2 separate regions of the Mus musculus genome follow, and region 1 is linked to region 2. A link is a contact called in public promoter capture Hi-C data. All regions are on one chromosome and are shown on one strand. The core of a region is the stretch at or near the end of the contact, and the rest is flanking DNA. Distances in the headings are between cores, read along the strand shown.

Evidence for each region. Capture Hi-C pulls out chosen DNA fragments and counts their contacts.
Region 1: a contact with region 2 is called in a promoter capture Hi-C map of adipose tissue. The contact joins the promoter of Efnb1 here to the promoter of Yipf6 in region 2. A contact is called at or near these places in 1 of 39 promoter capture datasets (pre-B cells), 4 of 484 Hi-C or Micro-C datasets (CD4 T cells, natural killer cells, regulatory T cells and 1 more), 2 of 115 datasets of contacts at active chromatin or transcription factors (memory CD8 T cells and trophoblast stem cells) and 1 of 9 other capture datasets (adipose tissue).

What each region holds. Positions count from the first base shown.
Region 1 is chrX:99,134,401-99,138,503 of GRCm38.p6, reverse strand. It overlaps Efnb1 (ephrin B1), which reads right to left and starts at 2,443. Exons shown (of 5, transcript NM_010110.5): 1 at 1,491-2,443. The coding sequence starts at 1,618.
Region 2 is chrX:98,935,827-98,940,395 of GRCm38.p6, reverse strand. It overlaps Yipf6 (Yip1 domain family, member 6), which reads right to left and starts at 2,615. Exons shown (of 7, transcript NM_207633.2): 1 at 2,108-2,615; 2 at 495-623; 3 at 196-274. The coding sequence starts at 2,164.

The DNA of each region.
Region 1 (4,103 bases), core at 1,194-3,693, 200 kb before region 2:
TGGGCTTAACAGTCTAGAGGGTTCCCCCAAACCATTTGAGCCCCAGCAGTGAAGGCACGGTGACCAAACAGGCTTCTGAGTAAGGTAGAAATCCTGGCCAGTCAGCCCCTTTCCTTGTACAGAGGCAAAAACCTCTATCCTGACCCTACTTTAGCCAAGGATCAGTAATGGGATCCTACCTTAACCCAAGGAGAAAACAAGAAGACCTCTTCTCTCACTTTCATCCCTGGGACTCGAGGGGCTAAGGCAGGCAAGAACCTAGGAAGTTAGCAGAGAGCCCACAAGAGTGGACAGGAGGAAATTCCAGAAACAGGAATCTGGGAACAGGTCAAGCGCCTCCCCCTCCCCCTCCCAGGTTTCCACTAACTGTGTTGTCCACAACTGGACTGCCAGAAAATGAGAAGAGAGATTACAACCCTGAGTTCCACGGTGAGTCCTAGATGCCAAAAGAGAAAAAGGTCCAGAGGTCACAACAGCCTAAGCTACTCCCCACCAACAGCCCAGAAACCACTGAGCCACCGCCCTGAAAGGTGTGTGTTGTTTAGAGATGGGAGGGGGCAGAGTTAGGAAGGAGAAGGAGAAGAAAGAAAAGGGCCTCCTTTATATCACTACCCCCAACCATAGGAGAAATCTAAGCATGGCTCTCCAGTCCTTGGGGGGGGGGGGGTTGGACCTGCCTGGACAGGAATCACACGTTCCCCACCCACCTCCCTCGCTGGCTCCACTACCATTCTCAGCCCTGATAGCTCTAGAAGCTCTGGTGCCTAGCTCAACTGGACCCCCGACGGGCACTGGATCGAACCCCCTTCTCAAACAAACCCTCTTCCACTCCGCCCTTCTCCACCCGCCGCCTTTGTGAGCCTGGAAGCAGCGCCCGCCTTTCTACCTCCCCGGCAGAGAGAAATGGGGGGGGGGGGGGAGTGTGCAAGAAGAGACGGCAAAGAGAAAGACAGGGAGGCAAACAGACAGGGAAGAAAGACAAATGAAAATGGGAGAAGCTGGAGAAGATATACAGATGCTGCCACTCGCCCCGGGGCGCTAGGTCCTGAGCCGCCCTGACACCTAAGCAAATGAGGAACCTGTGTTCTGGCCTGGTCCCTTGCTCAGGTCGATCTCACCCCTGGAGTGGCTGTGAGTGAAAACCACCACGTTCCCAGAGGCCCTGGAGTGGGCTGCTTACTCGCCCCCACCCAGCTCTCGGGTGCGCTCTGGAGCGCCCAGACATTCTATATCTGCCTGGTGTGACCAACAGACGCGATCCGGACTTGAGAGTAGGGCCAAACCGAAGGATCGAAACGCAGCTAAGTGCCCCCACCCCACCCTTCCGCACCCTACCCCGACTGCCCGCAAGAAAACACTAGAAAAGGCCAGATATAAAATAGGGCGCCGCACCTCCTACGGACAACCCCCCCCACGCACTTGGGGGTGCACGACCTCACCCCGAAGAAGTGCCTCCCACCCCCAGGGACCAGAGTAGATAAGTTACTCACTTAGGGTTAAGAGAGCTCCAGGACACGGGCTCCAGGTTCTTGGCCAACGGCGTGGCAAGCCGGCACAGCGTCAGCACGACCATAGCCACAAGCCACTTGCTGAGCCAACGCTGCCCAGGCCGGGCCATTTTCCCCGGGGCAGAATGCACTTCAGGATCCCCTAGCGCCTCCTCAGCAAAGCTCGCCTCGCCTGCCCGTGCCGCGCAGCGCTCGGAGCCACTCAGGCGCCCATCCTCCGCAGCCGCCGGCCTTGAAGCACTCCCCTCCCGCTGGCCTCGGGGTCGCTCTCCTTCGCCCGGCTGGCCAGGAGGACTCACTGGGCAGGCGTCCCCAACCCGCGCATGGGCTGCGGCCTCCGAGGACTTTCTTCCCTGGCCTCTCCGCCGCACGAGGCGCGACGGGGGCTCGCCGCCCCCGAGTGATCCCGCCGGATTCCGCTCGGCTCTCCCAGATTGTTTGAGACTGCAAGTCCTCTCCCCGATCGGGTCTCCCTGAAGAGCGCTCAGTGGCTGCCCCGACGCCTCGACCGTCCTGGGATTGACGCCTCTGGGAAGAAGAGGCGGGTTGTCTCCCAACAATGCGAGCTCGGTCCCCAGGCTCCCGACTGGGTCCCCCTAACACGGACTCCGTTCCTCCGGGCCACAGTGGGACTCCGCGCCGGCGCGTCCCACGACAGCTTCTACTTTAGCACCGGCCCTTCTCAGTATACTTAAAAGGCTAGTACGGCCCTGCCGAGCAAATCAGTCCCGTCGATTTGCACCTCTGAAGCCTCGGCCGGGTAGCCCGGCAGCCCGGTCGCCAAGTCCTTAATCCCCGGCGATTGAGCCCGAGTGTCTGCAGTCAGTGCGAATCACACACACCCCCCACTGCTGTCCAGCGCGCATAGACTCCCTCCGCTGCCGCTGAGCTTTCTACTCTCCTGCTCAGGCGAGCACAAGGCCAACCCTGCTCCTTCGAACCAATAGAAAGCTCTGTGACGGGGTCCTTGCCCCATACCACGCCCACAGAGCAGGAAGGGGTGGGGCTTCGGGGAGCTCATAAGGACGCTGCTCTCTCGATGGCACGAATCTGAATGTGCGGCTCTTGCGGTTATGCCTCTGTCCCGCTTAGTCTGGTTCCCAGGGAGTTCTAGGGAAGTTGGCGCTTCCCAAAAGCTGCTGGCCTGCTCTCATGCACACCCGGTCAGCACCCGGCCCACTGACCTAGAGCAGACAAACCCTGTCCCAAGTACCTCCAGAAAGCACCGTCCTTGTGTTCTTTTTATACACACAAACACACCCCACATGCGCATACTCGCGTACCAGCCCCAGAATCCCACTCGGTGCCCACTTCTGTCAGCCTGCCTGCTCCCAGTCCAGTCACTACCTACACTCTGTTGGACCCCGTCTTCCTGTCCTCGTAATGCACTCCTTTTTTGCATTGACCACGACAAGAGTCTATTAGACTATTAGAGGTTAGAGCTATGGGCAGTGGAGACTCAGAAAAAGTATTGTGTCCAAAGGGGAGGAGGAATTTATTTGCATCTAGTGAACCAAGCCTTTAAAATTTTCATCTTCGAGAGCGAGCCCTTTGAGACCCTCCACCCCAAACTCCAGGCACACAGATTTAGTCAGTCCTGTCTGAAGGCATACGAAAGGGCCAGGAGCAGGCAAGTAGGGACGAGAGGTCACAAACTGTACAGAAAGCTCTAGGACAGGGGAGAAAGGAGCAGAAGAGAAGCCTTTTGAAAGAGCAAAAGCAGGCATCTGGGCCCTGAGATTCCGGACTCCAGCCTTTCCCGGCCTCGGCCTCACCATCTGGGTCTTTGTCTCCCAGCACTGGCCCATTCTCTCCGCCCCTCCTTGTCTCTTTGCTTATAATTTGGCTCAATCCCATAGCTCAGACCCTCCCGGTCTGACCTACTCGCTTTTCTCAGGTCCCAGCGGACGTACCCACGTGCTAATGTCTCCCCCTGCTGGCCTTCTATAGACTTGCGGGCTCCCGGGATAAGCGGAGGCCTCCCACCTAGAGCCTGCTGAGCAAGTCTGGCACTCAAAGCGCTCAGAGGTAGGCATGGCAGTAGCAAGAGCCGGCCACTGGCCACTCATGTAAGAAAGGTGGGAAAGATCTGGGCTTGGGGACTTCAAAGGTTAGAAAGGCTTCCTATATTCGCGCCCCTCCTTTTTCTCCTCCTCGCTGCCTCCTCTTTTCTTTTTGTAATGAATCGGGTTCTAACTTTAGACTTACTAGGCAAGGTAAGAAGGACCAAAGAACCAAATTCCAGTTCCTTCTTGTTGCTTCTCTATGGAGATAACGGTCTGAGCCCCATCCTTTAGGGGCTTTGCCATTTATGAGTTCCATGTCCATTCTTGAGTCCTTCACTGCATCATCTAATCATCTCTGTCGTTCTAGTGGGGGCATCTATGTGGGGTTCTCCCACCTTTGGAGCCAGAGACCTTGCAACATTCAATGGCTCTGGGTACACACTCTAGGGCCTTTGTTTTCCCAATTGGACTCTGCACTGGGATGCAAGCAGAACAAGGAGAGATACAAATAAGGTAGAAAGACACACCAGCAGTCCACCTGAGACCCCTGCCATCAAAGGACTTCCAGATGTGAATCTAGAAAGCAGCC
Region 2 (4,569 bases), core at 1,366-3,865:
AACTTAATATGATGAGCCAGGCCTCTCAACTTCTGAAATTCTGTTCTAAACTTCTGCCAACAATTTCATTTACAGAACTGTTTAGTCCTGCAAAACAGCAGCATCCGCCTTATTACTTTTTCCTTTGCTTTATAAAGCAGAACCAATAAACTATCAATGGTTTGAAAGAAATCCTCAAAAACCTCATATACTCACAGTCTCTTAACAGTGCATTACTCTTCCTTGGATATAAAACATGCATAAATTTCCTTCCCACAGCTTTTAGATCTCGCATCTGAAAAACAAAAATAACTCCATGTCCTGTGCTGATCAAAGCACCATGAAGGCCCCTGTTTGCCAAGAACACTAACAACTCAGTCATAGGGGGACTCTTACATTTCAGTAGAAGAAATATATTTAAAAAAAAATCAAAGAACCAAACAAAAGTATTTCAAAGTATTAGTGCCTATTCGCTCCCATAACACTGAAGTGGTCTCTCAACTCGTCTAACTTACAATGGTCCGACGAATGGATTCATTCAGTGTGGAGCTGTCATGTTCTTGAGCACGAGCTCTGGAGGGGATGGTAATCTCCCCTTCTATGGGAATGTCCTGAGAAATTGACACATCAGACAACCCTGCAAACTGAGAAAAGATTGGGGGAAAGAAAATTAAGCTTACAACTGCAAAATGTCTCAGAAACATCACCATTTTCTAGAGTTGGGCCTGGCTATTTAAGGTTTTGCGTAGTAACTAAAAGTAGCTCAACAGACATTGGGCAATACAACTAATTCCTAAACACTCCTAGTTAACACAGTAAGCCCTGTCTACACATGCATGCGTGCATGCGTACAAACTTGCACACGTACTTAAACACATCACAGGCATTACAGAACGGGGAACAGTCTGGAGTAAAGGGAAACTAAGAACAGCTAGGTAACCTGTAACTATGTGGCAGGAGGCATAATGTTTGCATTAGTTTACATATTTTCACTATTCTGTGGTGAGCTTCATCATTTTCCGAACGTCTAAACTTGGGTTTAGAGAGACTTTACTCAGGGTCACAACTGATCCATAAGATGGCCCAAATGACCTTATCCCTTCAGTGCTGGAGATTGGACCGAAAGGGTCTTACGTATGTAATGCACTCTCTTTCCCGCTGAGCTCCAGCCCCAGATTCAATATCCTCCTTTACAGTTTCATTCCTGGTGCCTAAAAGACTGCCTGGAACACTCTAGATGCTCGAGAAATATTTTTGCTGAAGAGATGAACAAATAGAGCTAGTAAGCAGAAGAGCTGGGACTTGAACCAAGTTCCCTTGCCTCTCAGTTCAGTTCTCTGTTACGCTGCCAATTTAAAACAAAAGAAATGAAAGCAGTTACTGAGCAAACAGTATATAAGCAAATACTGTTTGGGAAGAAGAACGACAGGGCGTAACAACGACTTCCTTATACTCCTCCACTCATGACTGTATTAGGCACTTCATAGAAGTTATGCCATTTTAAAGGCAGGTACCTTCTTTTCAGTTTAAGAGTCAAAAACACCCTTCACTGAAACGAAATGCTCAAACTCACAAAAGCTTCAGTGCGAATGCACTCTAGCTCACATGGGGTTAACTGTGAAGCCAGTGTTCTTAAAGCAGTATTGGTGGCTCTTAGTGACATATGTGTCATGAAGGGGATAGCAAGCACCTGCAAATAATAATTAGCTGCTTTGAGTCACCCACCGGGCAAGTAAAGGTTCCGGTTACAACCAATAAAACGACAACGTCCTGTGAGAAGCAGTTTCATTACTTGTGTAGTACTTCACAATGACTGGTGACAAGTCGTGATAAATGACAGCGATAGAGGATACTTCAGAAACCACTCCAAGCTCGGCATTTAACTCACTGTCAAAGAACCCCTAGAGTGTGGACAGACAGCGGAGAGTCTCAGAAAGGCACAGAAGGCCAGCGAATGGAAGGGAGATGCAGCTAACTCAAAGACCAGGTGTAGTGTCAGCTGGTTGTAGACGCCAAGGGCCTGCAAAGCCAAGAAGCTCTGGCTCTCTGATCCCGAAGCCTTCCCGACTCGCTTCCCGGGAGCTCTGCCTCGCCCTCAGTCCCTTCTGCCACTGTCCTCTTAACTCACCAGGGGCTTGGATGCCGCTGCCTCCTGTTCTCCCGGAGAGTCCTCCGCTTCCGCCATCTTGATAAACCTCCAACTGCTCCCCTCCCATGCGTCTCTGCGAAACCTGAGACGTGGAGACCGGGGCTGGTCAGCGCGCGGTCGCGTTAAGACGGCGTCACCGCCGGCGCCTGAGGCTGGCTGCTGCGGCGCCCAGCCGAGTTCCGGTGCTCCGGTAGCCTCCGAGGCTCGAGCGCGAGCCTATTTGCTCACTGTTTGGGGACGCAGTTTCGCTAGGGGGCGCTCCGCCTTCCACGCCCACTGAGAGTGCAGGCTAGAAGCGCCGGCTCGCCCAGCGGTGCCCCAGGCTCCAGCAAACTCCCAGCCGAACCCAATGGAGCCCAGTGATGCTCAGCTGAACCCAATCGAGCCCCGTGATGCTCAGCCGAACCCAATCGAGCCCAGAGGCCCCAGCCAAACTTAGCCGAGCCAAGTGGCATTCAGCCGAACCTAGCTGAACTTAGCCGAACTTAGCGGAACCTAGCGGTACACAGCCAAACACAATCGAGTCCAGAGGCTCCCAGCCAAACCTAGCAGAGCCCAGAGGTGCACAGCCGAACCTAGCCGGACACAGCAGAGCCCGGCAACGCACAGCGGAATACAATGGCGCTCAGAGGCGCCCAGCCGAACCTAGTAGGCACACAACCAAACCTAGCCGAATGAAGCCGAGCCCAATGGAGCCCAGAGGCTCCTGCTAAACTTAGCGGAGCCCAGTAGCGTTCAGCCAAGCCCAGCAATGCACAGCCGAACTTAGCCGAACCCAGCGGTGCACAGCCAAACACAATCGAGCCCAGAGGCTTCCAGCCGAACGTAGCAGAACCCAGAGGTGCACAGCCGAACCTAGCCGAACACAGCCGAGCCCAGCAGCGCACTACCGAACCTAGTCGGCTCACAGCCGAACGCAGCCGAGCCCAGCCGCTCACCACCGAACCTAGTCTGATCACAGCCTGACACAGCCGAACGCAGCCGAGCCCAGAGGCGAACAGCCGAAGCTAGTCGGTGCAAAGCCGAACGCAGCCGAGCCCAGCCGTGCACCACCGAACCTAGTCGGATCACAGCCGAGTGTAGCCGAACGTAGCCGAGCCCAGCGGGCACCGCCGAACCTAGTCGGATCACAGCCGAATGCAGCCGAGCCCAGCAGCGCACAGCTGAACCTATCTGAACGCAGCCAGCGGTGGCCTGCGGCACAGAGCCACACCTAGCCGAGCCCAGACAAACGAAGTCGAACGCATCGGCGTTCAGCCAAGCGCTGCCGAGACCAATGGCGCCCAGTCGATCCCAACCGAACCTAACCGCACCCAGCTGAGAGTAGGCTATCCCACCACCAGCGCCACTGCGGAGCAAAGCGGAGCACTGTGGATCCAAAACGCGCCCAACTAGGACCATCTGAAAGCAGCTGAGACTAGCAGCGCTTGACAGAACCAGTTCACCAGAAGTGGCTCTGAAGTGCCATTCCTCGTGTCCCCAAGAAAAAGGCCTCCGACTTCAAGTTGAAGAACCTGATCCCCTTGTCTACTGCCGTCCTTGCCTTACTAGTTCCCTGAGCTTCATAGCCAGCTTCCATCTCCTTCAAATCCTCAAACCTTTGTATTGTCTCCCCACAGGTCCTGCACAATTATTCTCTCTTTCATCTCCTATCAAGTGGGAGAGCTTCACTCCACTAACTTCCCAAAACCACTACAACTTTGAAGTTGCTAAGCTACTTGGTGGCAAGTACTGAAAATGTCCTTGATCAGTAGAGGCTCCTGGGGTGGGTAGTAGGCGGGGAATGGGTAGGAGTCAGCTACTGTAACCAAAAAAAAAAAAAAAAAAAAAAAGAAAGAAAGAAAAAGAAAAAAAAGAAAAAGTTAAAACAAACAAACAACAACAAAAAAACCACCCCTGCCGGGACCAACTTTCACCCCTACCTCATCCTGGCAAACAATCAAGATGTTTCTGACTCCTGGTTGCTCTGACTCACCTCTTACCCAAGGCTCCAGTGAGGTCAAACAAGAGAGCCATTGTTGGCATCATCAACATTCTCCCTATGCAGTAAAATGCACTGCTTTATATATTTGGATAGGTAATTCAGAAAGGAACCCAGGGAATAGATGGGAGGAGGAGATACGTGGACTGTGGAAAGCCAGACTTCCCAGAATAAGCTTCTGGGGATGGCTATTAGTTATTTTACTTAAATATTAGTACAGTAATTCTCCTTCAAACCAAGTAAAATTTCAGTCCTTAAACAAACACTCGTGGAAGTGATAACAGAGTTGAGGCTTTGCCAGGGCTGTGGTGCTTGCTTGGAGTCCCAAAGGCAGGAAGACTGTTGCTACTTTGAAGCCAGTCTAGTCTACATAGAAAAGTTCAGGCCGGTCATGGCTACTTGGCAAGACCTCCTCTTAAATCTTTTAGGCTAGTTGATATGAACTCATTTTAATTACAAG